Linked DNA regions of Oryctolagus cuniculus: region 1 is linked to region 2. The links are chromatin contacts, called in public Hi-C maps. All regions are on one chromosome and are shown on one strand. Each heading gives the region's core, a stretch centred on a gene start, on an enhancer-like site or on the middle of the called end of the contact. The rest is flanking DNA. Distances are from core to core; before and after follow the strand shown. Region 1 holds the start of VASN (vasorin). Region 2 overlaps C19H16orf96 (chromosome 19 C16orf96 homolog).

What was found. Hi-C and Micro-C count contacts between places; a contact is called where the count stands out from the background.
Region 1: a Hi-C map of an unstated tissue shows a contact between it and region 2, with 3 times the contacts expected there. The contact joins the promoter of VASN here to the enhancer-like site in region 2. A contact is called at or near these places in 2 of 6 Hi-C or Micro-C datasets (ear pinna and an unstated tissue).

What each region holds. Positions count from the first base shown.
Region 1 is chr19:31,242,400-31,247,647 of mOryCun1.1, reverse strand. It overlaps VASN (vasorin), which reads left to right and starts at 3,152. Exons shown (of 2, transcript XM_051836286.2): 1 at 3,152-3,306. The region is part of intron 9 of CORO7 (coronin 7); the gene reads right to left.
Region 2 is chr19:31,028,679-31,033,633 of mOryCun1.1, reverse strand. The region is part of intron 2 of C19H16orf96 (chromosome 19 C16orf96 homolog); the gene reads left to right. Among named protein-coding and RNA genes, the nearest start is that of CDIP1, 33 kb to the left of the region's middle. Within about 2 kb of position 3,408, at least 1 of the 8 cell types and tissues checked has an H3K27ac peak or open chromatin away from gene starts, as enhancers often do.

The sequences.
Region 1 (5,248 bases), core at 1,903-4,402, 210 kb before region 2:
GTCACCTGTGAGTAACACAGGCCTCTAATTACCTCGGGCCCAGCATGGTGAGCTGGGCTCCGCACTGGCATTCTCCACCTGGCTGTGGTGGCAGTGGGGGCGGTGGGGGGATGAGGGACACAGGCACAGTCTGACCTCAAGTGCCCCACACACTGATGCTGGCACCAAAAGGCAGGGAGAGAAGCAGGCCCCCACCAGCACTTACTCACTCATTCCTTTCACCAGCCAGCGTCTACCTAGCCCTTGGCTCGGGCTGCAGCAGTTACCAGAGGTGAGTACAAAAGACCCCACCTGTCCTCAAGGAGCTAACAGCCTGTGCAAGAAGCGGATATAATCCCACAGATACTGAACACTGAAGAGGGTCTCTGAAAGCATGCAGTGAGGGAGGGCTGCGGGACATGGCCTTGGCTTGCCCATTGTGTGGGTTGTGCTCCCTATGATCCTAAGGCAATGGAGAAAGCAAACACATCACAGGGACGGAGTCCAGTGGAGAGCAGCCTATGCCACGGTGCCGAGGCAGGGAAGCGCAAAGCCCACCCAGGAGCAGCAGGGACGATGAGCCTGGTGCTCTGGGCAGCCAGGCTGAGGGGCAGAGTTTAGGGCTGCACCAGGAGAGGCCTGAAGGACTGGGACCTGGTGCACCAGGAGAGCTGGGTCTCAGGTGGACGAGCAAGGGAAAGCTGGTGGTGACCTCAAGCATGGGGGATGGGAACAGATGGGCACTGAGCAGGGCACGTGAGGACCGCTGTGTGGGGCCAGGTTAGCAGAGTGAGAGCAGGCCATCCCATAGGGCTCAGGGCAGAGGCTAGGAATAAGTCAGTGGGCTGGGTAGGGGCTCCTGTGGTCTCTCTGTTGCCTTGGCGCCTAGCTGGGTCCATCCCAGCGTGGACAGCTCACCCGTCCAGCCTCCTCTCACCCTGACCCATCAGCCCTAGCTGGTCACTGACTCAGGAGCCGGGGGCGCAGGGCAGGAAGTCATAGAGGGCAGGGCCACCTCCTCGGACAGGTCAGGCCAGTCTTCCTGACCGCCTCCCTGAGAGCCATCTGGGCAGCTCTGCCAGGTGGGAGCACCCTGCCCTCCACAACATGGCACGGGTCAGGACACGGGGTCACGGCACCCAGCGTCAAGGGCTGGCCAGAGGCTGGCACGGGCCTGACCCCAGGCCTTATAAAGACAGCCAAGCCGGATCTGGGTCTAGAATGCAGCACGTGAGTCCCAACCTGGCACGGAGCCAGCGGTGGTGAGCGCTGGTGCTGCCATGGCGTGCATGGGGGGGGCAGCCCTGTGAGGGGTGGGGGTGCCAACCCCCCGATAACACTCCTGCCGCTGGTGAGCTGTGGAGGGCCTGCAGCACACCTGCTGGGAAAGCAGCTTCAAGGCTACCTCACTGGCTCCTCCCTCCTGCCCAGACCCCCGGCATTGCCCCCGGTCCGGAGCAGCCTGGGCCCCTCGGATCTGCCCGTCATCCAGGCTGCTGCACCCCCCACAGAAGTTCCTGGGAACCAGCTTACAAGAGCAGGAGGTGACTCCTTGAAACCGCGCCAGGCAAGGCTGGACAACCTGGAGAGGGGTCCCCTGGAAGCGCCCCTTGAGCTTCTGTGTGGGTGGGGTGGTGTGAACCCAGGGTGCAGGACCGGAGGTGGAGACTCTCGCCAACGGGGTGTCTCCATCAGCGAGAACTGGCCACAAAGGTGCAAGGCTCCCGGGCCGGCAGGGATGTCCTGTGTCCCGGGGAAAGTGAGGCAACTGGTGCTTCGATGGCTTCAGAGGACATGTGGCACGGGTTCACCTCACCAGCAGCCACGCGGCACTGACCAAACTCACATTGCTCGGGACCAGTCTAGAACCTCGTGTGAGTGGGAAAGACAACAGGGAGTGGTGGGGCCTGGGCTGACCTGGAAGCCGGACCCTGACCCAGAGAGGGCAGTTCCCACCCAGCCTTAGCCAAGACTTCTGGTTCAACACAATGTGAAACCACCTAATGTTTCAAGGTTGGCAATGGCTTCAAAGGTTTAGAAACCCTCACACAGACCGAAGGAAACTCACTGGCAAGGCACAGGCTCCAATCCAGGAGGGGTGGAGCCCCCTGTCCTGGGGAGGGGTCACCTAGAAGGTGACCATCCCAGCCAGACCCCCCTTAGCGCCTTCAGGACAGCTGGAGAGAGGCCATCCTGAATTCTAGAAGCAGCAGAGTTCTCCAGGGACCATGCAGCGCCTCCCCCCCACCCACCCCCCGCTGCGGCCTAGCCTCCTGGGCACCCAAAGATGGGAGCAGGCCCAGCCAAAACCCTGGCTGCTGGCCGGCTGGGGGGGGGGGGGTACAAGTATCTAGAGCTCTCCGGAAGTCGGGAGCCAAGCTGGGTCCCCAAAGGCTCTGAGGCTTGACTGACCACAAATATGAGCAGACAGGGGTGTGCGTGTGTGTGTATGTGTGTGTGTGCGTGCGTGCTGGGGGGAGGGGCAGCAGAGCATTTTCCTGGAATCGTCTAAGGCAGGGGATTTTTATGGGCTAGTCCAGCCCCTGGCACATGCCCTTACTGCCCGATGATGGGCTCCTGTCAACTGCAGCCCAGGCCCCACCCCCTGGGCACAATCTGAACTTGAAGCTGCCAGGAACTGCAGGTCCTGTGCAGTCACCTCCCTTACTGCGTTGCAGTCTCCTGCCTCCTGGCTACGAGGACCCCAAACCCAGGCGTGGGCCTAGGTGGGCTTAGAGGCCGGCCCAGGAGTTCCTGAAATCGGGGTCAGCTACCAACAGTAACACGCAGAGAGGTTTCCCCTAAAAATTCAGGTGCCTGAGCCCCGCCGTGATCACCTGCCTGCACCTCCCTGGGCCGTGACTCTTCATTGCGCTCAGCATCTACTTGCTCCTCACACCAACGCAGAAACCCTCCCGCTGTCACTCAGCTAACCAGCGGCAGGCAGACTGGAGCCCGGGACTCCAGACTCGCGACCAGGACCACCAGGCCAGGCCAGATTCTTCTCACCGGGCTCAGGAGATGGCGGGGTGAGGACCAGGCCAGCCCGGCCCAATGACCCCCGTCCGCGGGGAGGGGGCGGGGCCTAGGCAAAGCCCTGCCCACTCCCCGGCCAATGCGTGGAGGCCCCGCCCCCGCTCGCGGCGGGCCCCGCCTCCCGGCTCTTAAGGCGCGACCCGCCCCCGGCGGGATGACTCCGGAGCCCGAGCCCGGGGCGGGGAGACGCGAGCGCGGCTACCTCGGGACCCCGGACCCCTCGGGCCCGGCTGGCCCGGAAGAACTGAGGCCGCGGCCACCCCGCCCGGCTCCCGCCGCCGCTGCTGCGTGGTGAGTGTCTGCGGGGCCGGGCGGCTGCGGGCGGGGACGCCGGGAACGCGACAGTCACGCGCGGACCCCCCGCGCGCACACGTACACGCACACGCACCTAGGGCGGGACCCCGGCCCCAGTCCTGCACAGCCACCTGCGCGGACCCGGGCGCGCGCGCCGCCCCTGTGCGCTTGCCCTGGCCGTCCCGGGGCGCCCCACGGCCGGCCAGGGTGTGCGTGTCCGCGGCTTACCGGCCCGCAAGGCTGCGAGCAGACAAAATAAACACCCCCTCCCTCGCTTCCTCCTCCCACGGCTGGGCCCTCCGGCAGGACCCGTTTTATGAATCAGACCTCTTTGAGGGGATGGCGAAGCCGCAGTCTTGGGTCACTTTTCCCTCCTGGGGTCAGACTGTCCGGGGGTCCTGGCAAGAGCAAGCTGCCCAGAGTCCTCTGGACCCCTGTCACTCAGAACAGAGGAGGGGGCCGCAAACGTGCAGCCCCCGGGAGGGGCAGGAAGGCCGGCAGGTATCTGATGCCGTCGCCCAGGTTGGAGGGAGCGCGGTTGAACAGGGGCCCTCAGGGCTGCAGGCGTCCGGGTGACCCCTCTCTGCCAGTGCTGGAGCAGGGGCTTCGCTTGGGTTGGCTTATGAACCTAGCGGCCTGGAACCAGCCTAGTCCTTTGTGTCCCTGGGCTGGCAGCACAGGGGCCCGAGGACTGCTGGGGTACCCTGTGGTCACTGACAAGCCTGCCCATTGGTGCCAGCCGCTCTGCCTCACCCCCGCTGGTTAACAATTACCACGCTAGGGCCACTGACCGCCTCTCCTGCTGGCGCCCAGAGGTGGATCTGCTGGGTAGAGGCCCCGGAGGTCTGGCTGTTCCCCTGGCTTGGAGGAAGGCACCAAGACACCGTGACCCACGGTCCCCATCCGTCAGGACAAGAGCCTCCTCAACTGTGGACAGGACCAAGCTCAAAGGTCCCTTCTGACAAGGTTGGGCCAGGGTGTCCATGCATGGAGAGGTGGGCAGGCTGGTGCCCCCGTGCAGGGTCCATGGGAGCTGGCCCCGCAGAGCTGGGGCCGGGGGTGGGGGAGGGGCCTGCAGTCCCCAGAGTTTACTGTCTTCTCCCTGGGGAATCGGCCCGAGCTTCTGTAAACAGAGTGTCAGAGGCAGGAAGAGGGCTCTGGAAATGAGCAGCCCCGCTGGATCCCCTCCAGGCCATTATCTTGCCTCTCCCAGCCCGGCAAGGGAGGACCAGCACCCACGTGCCAGCCTGGGGGCCCGGGCACTGCCTGTCCCCACTGCTGCAGATTAGAGACCTGTGGGTCCAGAGGGTCACATGGGGGTGGGGTGGCCGACTACCATCCCGTGGCGCCACTCTTCGCACTCTGGATATGGGAGAGGGGTGCCTTACACACCGCCCAGATCTGAGCTCACTCCAGGAAGGCCCCTCAGGGCAGGAGAGGGGTGTGATGGGTCCAGCTGCTGCCCCTGACACCCACACCAGCAGCCCTGGGGTGGGCGGCGGAGCTGGGACAAGAGAGTTAAGGCTAAGAGAATTAAGTCCCTGGAGGGACTTTTCAAGTGCACCCCACTACTGAGCGAGACAGCCCTACCAACAAGGGAAGCAGGGCTCCAGCTGGGCCCAGGAGGTAGCTGCCCCTTAGGCCAGCCAAACAGCTCCGCTCTGAGCGGAGGCGTCCCCGGCCAACGCCAGGCTCCAGGCTCATGGGGAGGGCAGCAAGGCTACCTCCCCGGGTTAGTGACCCCTTCAGGAGCGCCGCTTGGCTCTCCTCGGAGCCCCTCCTTAGACTGGGGAGCCCAAGGCTCTGCACTGCCAAGAAAGCCAGCTCCCCTCACGGCTGTGGAATTTGCGTGAGTGCTCGGAGAAGGGGAGGGTGGGGGAGAGAGAGAGATTGTGTGTGTGTGTGTGTGTGTGTGTGTGTGCAGGCGTGCGCGCCTGTG
Region 2 (4,955 bases), core at 2,159-4,658:
TCTCTCTCTCTCTAGCTCTGCCTTTCAAATAAATAAAATATTTTTTTAAAAAAGTAGACCAAACTGGTACTCTAATTAGCATCCATATGGGATGCTGGCACACCAGGCAGCAGCTGAACCTGCTGGCCCACAGCCCAGCCCCCCAGATCTGTGTCCACCCACCCTCCCGTCTGAGCTCCAGAAGCACATTTGATTTGATGCAGGCATTTGTGCCTTGCCTCTGGGTCATCTGCACGCTGAGGGCGGACGTGAGACTGGCATCATCCTGCACAGGTCCAGGGTAGCTGGGGTCAGTCAGGGTGATGACAAGCTGTTGGGCTGAGTCGGCCGCTCAGCCAGTGATTGCCCACCCCTTCACGGAGGTGGCACATCCTGGATCTTCCTTGTACTGCTGTGTGCCCAGCTGCAGTGTCACAGCCTCTCCCTAGGAGTCAGGGTGATTTTCAGAGTATCAGGGGTTAACACTCTTCTTTTTGAAGTTGAGATAAAGTCACAAAATATAAACCATTTTTAAATGTGTGTTTTTATCCTCTTGGAGAGAGAGAGAGATGTTTCATCTCTTGATTCACTACTCAAATGCCTACCACAGCCAGCACAGTGCCAGGCTGAAGCTAGGAGCCCAGAACTCCATGTGTCTCCCGCATGGGTAGCAGGGGCCCAAGCACTGGAGCCATCATCAATAACTACCTCCCAGGATACATGAGCAGGAAGCTGGGTTGGAAGTGGAGCAGCCAGGACTTGAACTGGCACCTCAACATAGGACACAAGCATCCCTAGCGGCTGCTTGAACCACTGTGCCACGATGCCTAGCCCGCAGTCGACTTTTTCAAGTGAACAGTTCAGTGATATTTCATCCAATGGCAGTGTTCCGACTGCCACTTCTATCTAGTTCTAAACTTTGTCACCGTGAAAGGAAACCCCTGCCTTCCCAGTTGCTCCTCCTCCCTCCAGCCCCAGCAACCAGCAGTCTACTTCCTGTGTGTCAGCGCTGCCCGTCTCGACACTCAGCAGAGAGGCAGTCACCCCTGTGTGCTCTCCTGAGCCTGGCTCTTTTCACTGAGCGCGTTGTCCGCAAGGATCCTGTCTGCTGGGGCGGGTGTCAGAGGCTGGGGCGGGTGTCGGGGCTCTGTTCCTTTCACTCCCTTCTTTGTGTGGACTGGTCTTTACTTGATCCAGTCATCCCTGGTTGGGTTGGTTAAGATGCGCCTCAAGCAGAGAAAGCATGTTAGCTGAAGGGTGTTGGGTGTCTGTCGGGAGCCAAGGAACACCTGAATGTCCAGGCCATGATGGGTGGACAGCAGGGCCCAGCTGGACAGGCTCCTGAATCCTGCAGGCCAGAAGATAGCCCTTGTGCCTCTAAACTTCCACTTGCCAGCCTCTGGGTTTTAAGGTTATAATTTTTGTGCAAGAGAACGGCATCGCTGCATGACCCCAGGCCTTCTCATCTCCCCCCACCAGCCCAATCAGCCCTGGCCAGAAAATTAATACTAAGTGAGGGACAGGTATTTGGCCTAGCAGTTGAGGTGCCAGGTGGGACACCTGCAGCCCAGCTCCTGACTCCAGCTTCCTGCTGTGATGAATACCTGGGAGCAGCAGTGAGGACTCAGTACTTAGGTTCCTGCCGCCCACTGGGAAACCTGGGTTGAGTTCCTGGCTTCAGCTCAGCCCCAGCCATTGGGGGCATCTGGGAGAGAGAACCAGTGGATAGGAACTCTGTCTCTCGGCCTCTTAAGTATATGAAGAAGGAGCAAACCCTGAGTGAGAAAATGCGTGGGAAGTGCCAGCACATAGCTGCCCAAGTTCCAGGTGCCCCGTCTGGAGCTGCTGTTACTGCTGCTCAGAGATTGGCCTGAGCAGAGAAACCGACGTGCGTTGTGATCCCAGCAGTGCCAGGCTCCCTCCCCCTTCCCTGCAGGAACCCAGTCTGTCCAGGGCGGGACCCACACCAGGCAAGAGGCCAGACAGCAGTGTGAGTGAACCTTCCCCACTTCCCGGTGCTGAGTGAGGAGCCAGACAGCAGGACCAGGGGCTGTGTGCTTCCCGCTGCATGAAGCATCCAGAACAGGCAAATCCGCACACACAGATGCGTCCGTGGTTCCCAGGGCTGAGGGCAGGGACTTCCTTCTGGGAGACTCAGGCGTCTGGGACTGGACCGTGGTGCGTGGACATCATGCCGTCAAACTGAGCCCTTGACAGTGAGATGCATTTTACCACAGCAGTAGCAGAGACTGGCAGAATGCATTGTTTAAACATCAAACATAGGCCGGCGCCGTAGCTCACTAGGCTAATCCTCCGCTTTGCGGCGCCAGCACACCGGGTTCTAGTCCCAGTCGGGGCGCCGGATTCTGTCCCGGTTGCCCCTCTTCCAGGCCAGCTCTCTGCTGTGGCCCAGGAGTGCAGTGGAGGATGGCCCAAGTGCTTGGGCCCTGCACCCCATGGGAGACCAGGAGAAGCACCTGGCTCCTGCCATCGGATCAGCGCGGTGTGCCGGCTGCGGCGGCCATTGGAGGGTGAACCAACGGCAAAAGGAAGACCTTTCTCTCTCTCTCTCTCTCTCTCACTGTCCACTCTGCCTGTCAAAAAAAAAAAAAAAAAAAAGAAAAAGAAAAAGAAAAAAAAAGAAAACATCAAACATAATTAACCATATTTTATCTATAAGGGAAATGCATTTGATTCAGACATAAAAAAGTTGTAAGAGAAAGGATAGAAAAAGATACTCTGAGTGGGTTAGGATGCCCCGATCTAATACTGGAGTGCCTGGGTTTGATTCCTGGCTCCTGATCCTGATTCCAGCTTCCTGCCAGTGCACACCCCGTGGCGGTGGCTTAAGTGACTGGGCCCCTCCCACCCACATGAGAGACTTGGATTGGATTCTTGGCTCCTGGCTGCAACCTGGCCCATTCCTGGAACTCGTGGGCATTTGGGGGAATGAACAGCAGTGGAAGAACTCTGTGTGTATGACTCCCTCTGCCTCTAGGAGGGAGGAGGGGAAAGAAAGAAAGATAAAACCCTCTGTACGGGTAGGAGCCCAAACAAAGCTGGAGCTTTGGTGTCAGACAAGACAGGCTTGGGGCAGACACTGCTGCTGGGCAGGGCCAGGGCTGCAGCTGCGAGGCCAAGGCAGGTTACCGGCCTCGGGCAAGTAGGACACAGCTGTGCAGGGGGCTGGCTCCCCCACCCCCACCCCCGGCCCGCCTTGAGGGATGAAGGCTCTCGGGTGCCCTGAGCAGCTCAAGAGGGTGACCCACCCAGCTCCCCAAAGGGCTGGCAGACAGGTTGGGGCCTGGCTCTGCGGCCCTGAGAGGACTGTTTGTGCACCCAAGGAATGTCCCCAGCGTCTGAGAACACTGCCTGGTCCTAGCCTGAGGGAGGTTGCCCAGGGTTACCGCAATGGCCCATTGAAGGGGGTTGCCGTGGTAGCTGCTTAGCCGAGTGCAGCCGCCAGCAGTGAGGCTCACGGTGCGGTGCTGGTGCTGGTGCTGGGGTCACTTGATGCCACCCCTCCCCCCTCACTCTGGGCTGCCTGTGTTAGTGTCTCTGCCACCGTTACTAGGCACTCCTCATGGGGGTGGGGGACAGAAGCCCGCCTGCCTCAGCACCCACCCCAGGCAGGGCAGGTGATGCCTGAGGACCAGGGCGACCTCAAGGGGGCGCCTTCCCCTCACTGGGCAGGAGGCCTGAGGGGGCAGACCAAGGGCTGGTGCGATTGGTCAACACACTGCTGCACTGGGGGCTTTTGTGCTGTGATGGTTATCGGTAGCAGGGTTAGGTTCCAGCATTATGGGCGTTTTGAGCCAGCTAGTTCCTTGGAGTCTGGGACTGTCCTGTGGATTGTAGGATATTCAGCAGCGCCGTTGGTCTCTAGTGAATATCAGAGAGCACCCTCTGGTTGTGACAACCAAAAATGTCCCCAGACATTGCCTGGCGTCAGCTACCCCTAGTTGAGAACCGTTTGGTTAGAAAACTCAGCCTGCGCGTCTCACGCCTGCCTGTGCACCAGTGCCACCTAGTGGGGTATTTTAGAATTGCACCATGACTTTCCCCTCCCCCAGAAGCCCCCATTCAGCCTCTAGGAACAGCCTTGAATTTGTTTCAGGAAGCTGCCTTTGGAAGTTCCTGTGTGTCTGCGTGGCGCCTCAGTTTTCCCATTGGTACTGACGACTCTTAGCCAGCAGCAGGAGAGAAACTCATTCTGACACTGTTTCTGTAAAGTTTAAGGTCCCAATTTTAAGAAAAATTTTTAAAAGATTATTTATATTATTTGAAAGGAATATGGGGCTGGTGCTGTGGTGCAGCAGGTTAACGCCCTGGCCTGAAGCACCGGCATCCCATATGGGCACCCGTTCAAGATCCGGCTGCTCCACTTCCAATCCAGCTCTCTGCTATGGCCTGGGAAAGCAGTAGAGGATGGCCCAATTCCTTGGGCCCCTGCACCTGCGTGGGAGACCTGGAAGAAGCTCCTGGCTCCTGGCATCATTGGATCGGCACAGCTCTAGCTGTTGCAGCCAGTTGAGGGAATGAACCAGCGATTGGAAGACCTCTCTCTCTCTCTCTCTCTCTCTCTCTCTCTGCCTTTCCTCTTTCTGTGTAACTCTTTCAAATAAATAAATAAATCTTTAAAAAAGAAAGAAAGAAAGTTATAGAGACCGAAGGAGAGACAGAAAGTGAGATCATCCATTGGTTCAGACCCCAAATGGCGTAACAACAAGGACTGGGGCAGGCCGAAGCCAGGAGCATGGATCTCCATCCGAGTATCCTACCTGGGTGGCAGGGGCCCACGTACTTGAGCCACCCTCCGCGGCTTTCCCAGGTGCATCAGCAGGGAGCTGGATCTGGAGTGGAGCAGCTGGGACTCAGCTGGTGCTGACAGGTAGCAGTGCTGGTGTCACGAGTGGTGGCTTTGCCCACTGCACTACAATGCTGGCCCCGAGCCTTGGAATTTTTTTTAAGATTTA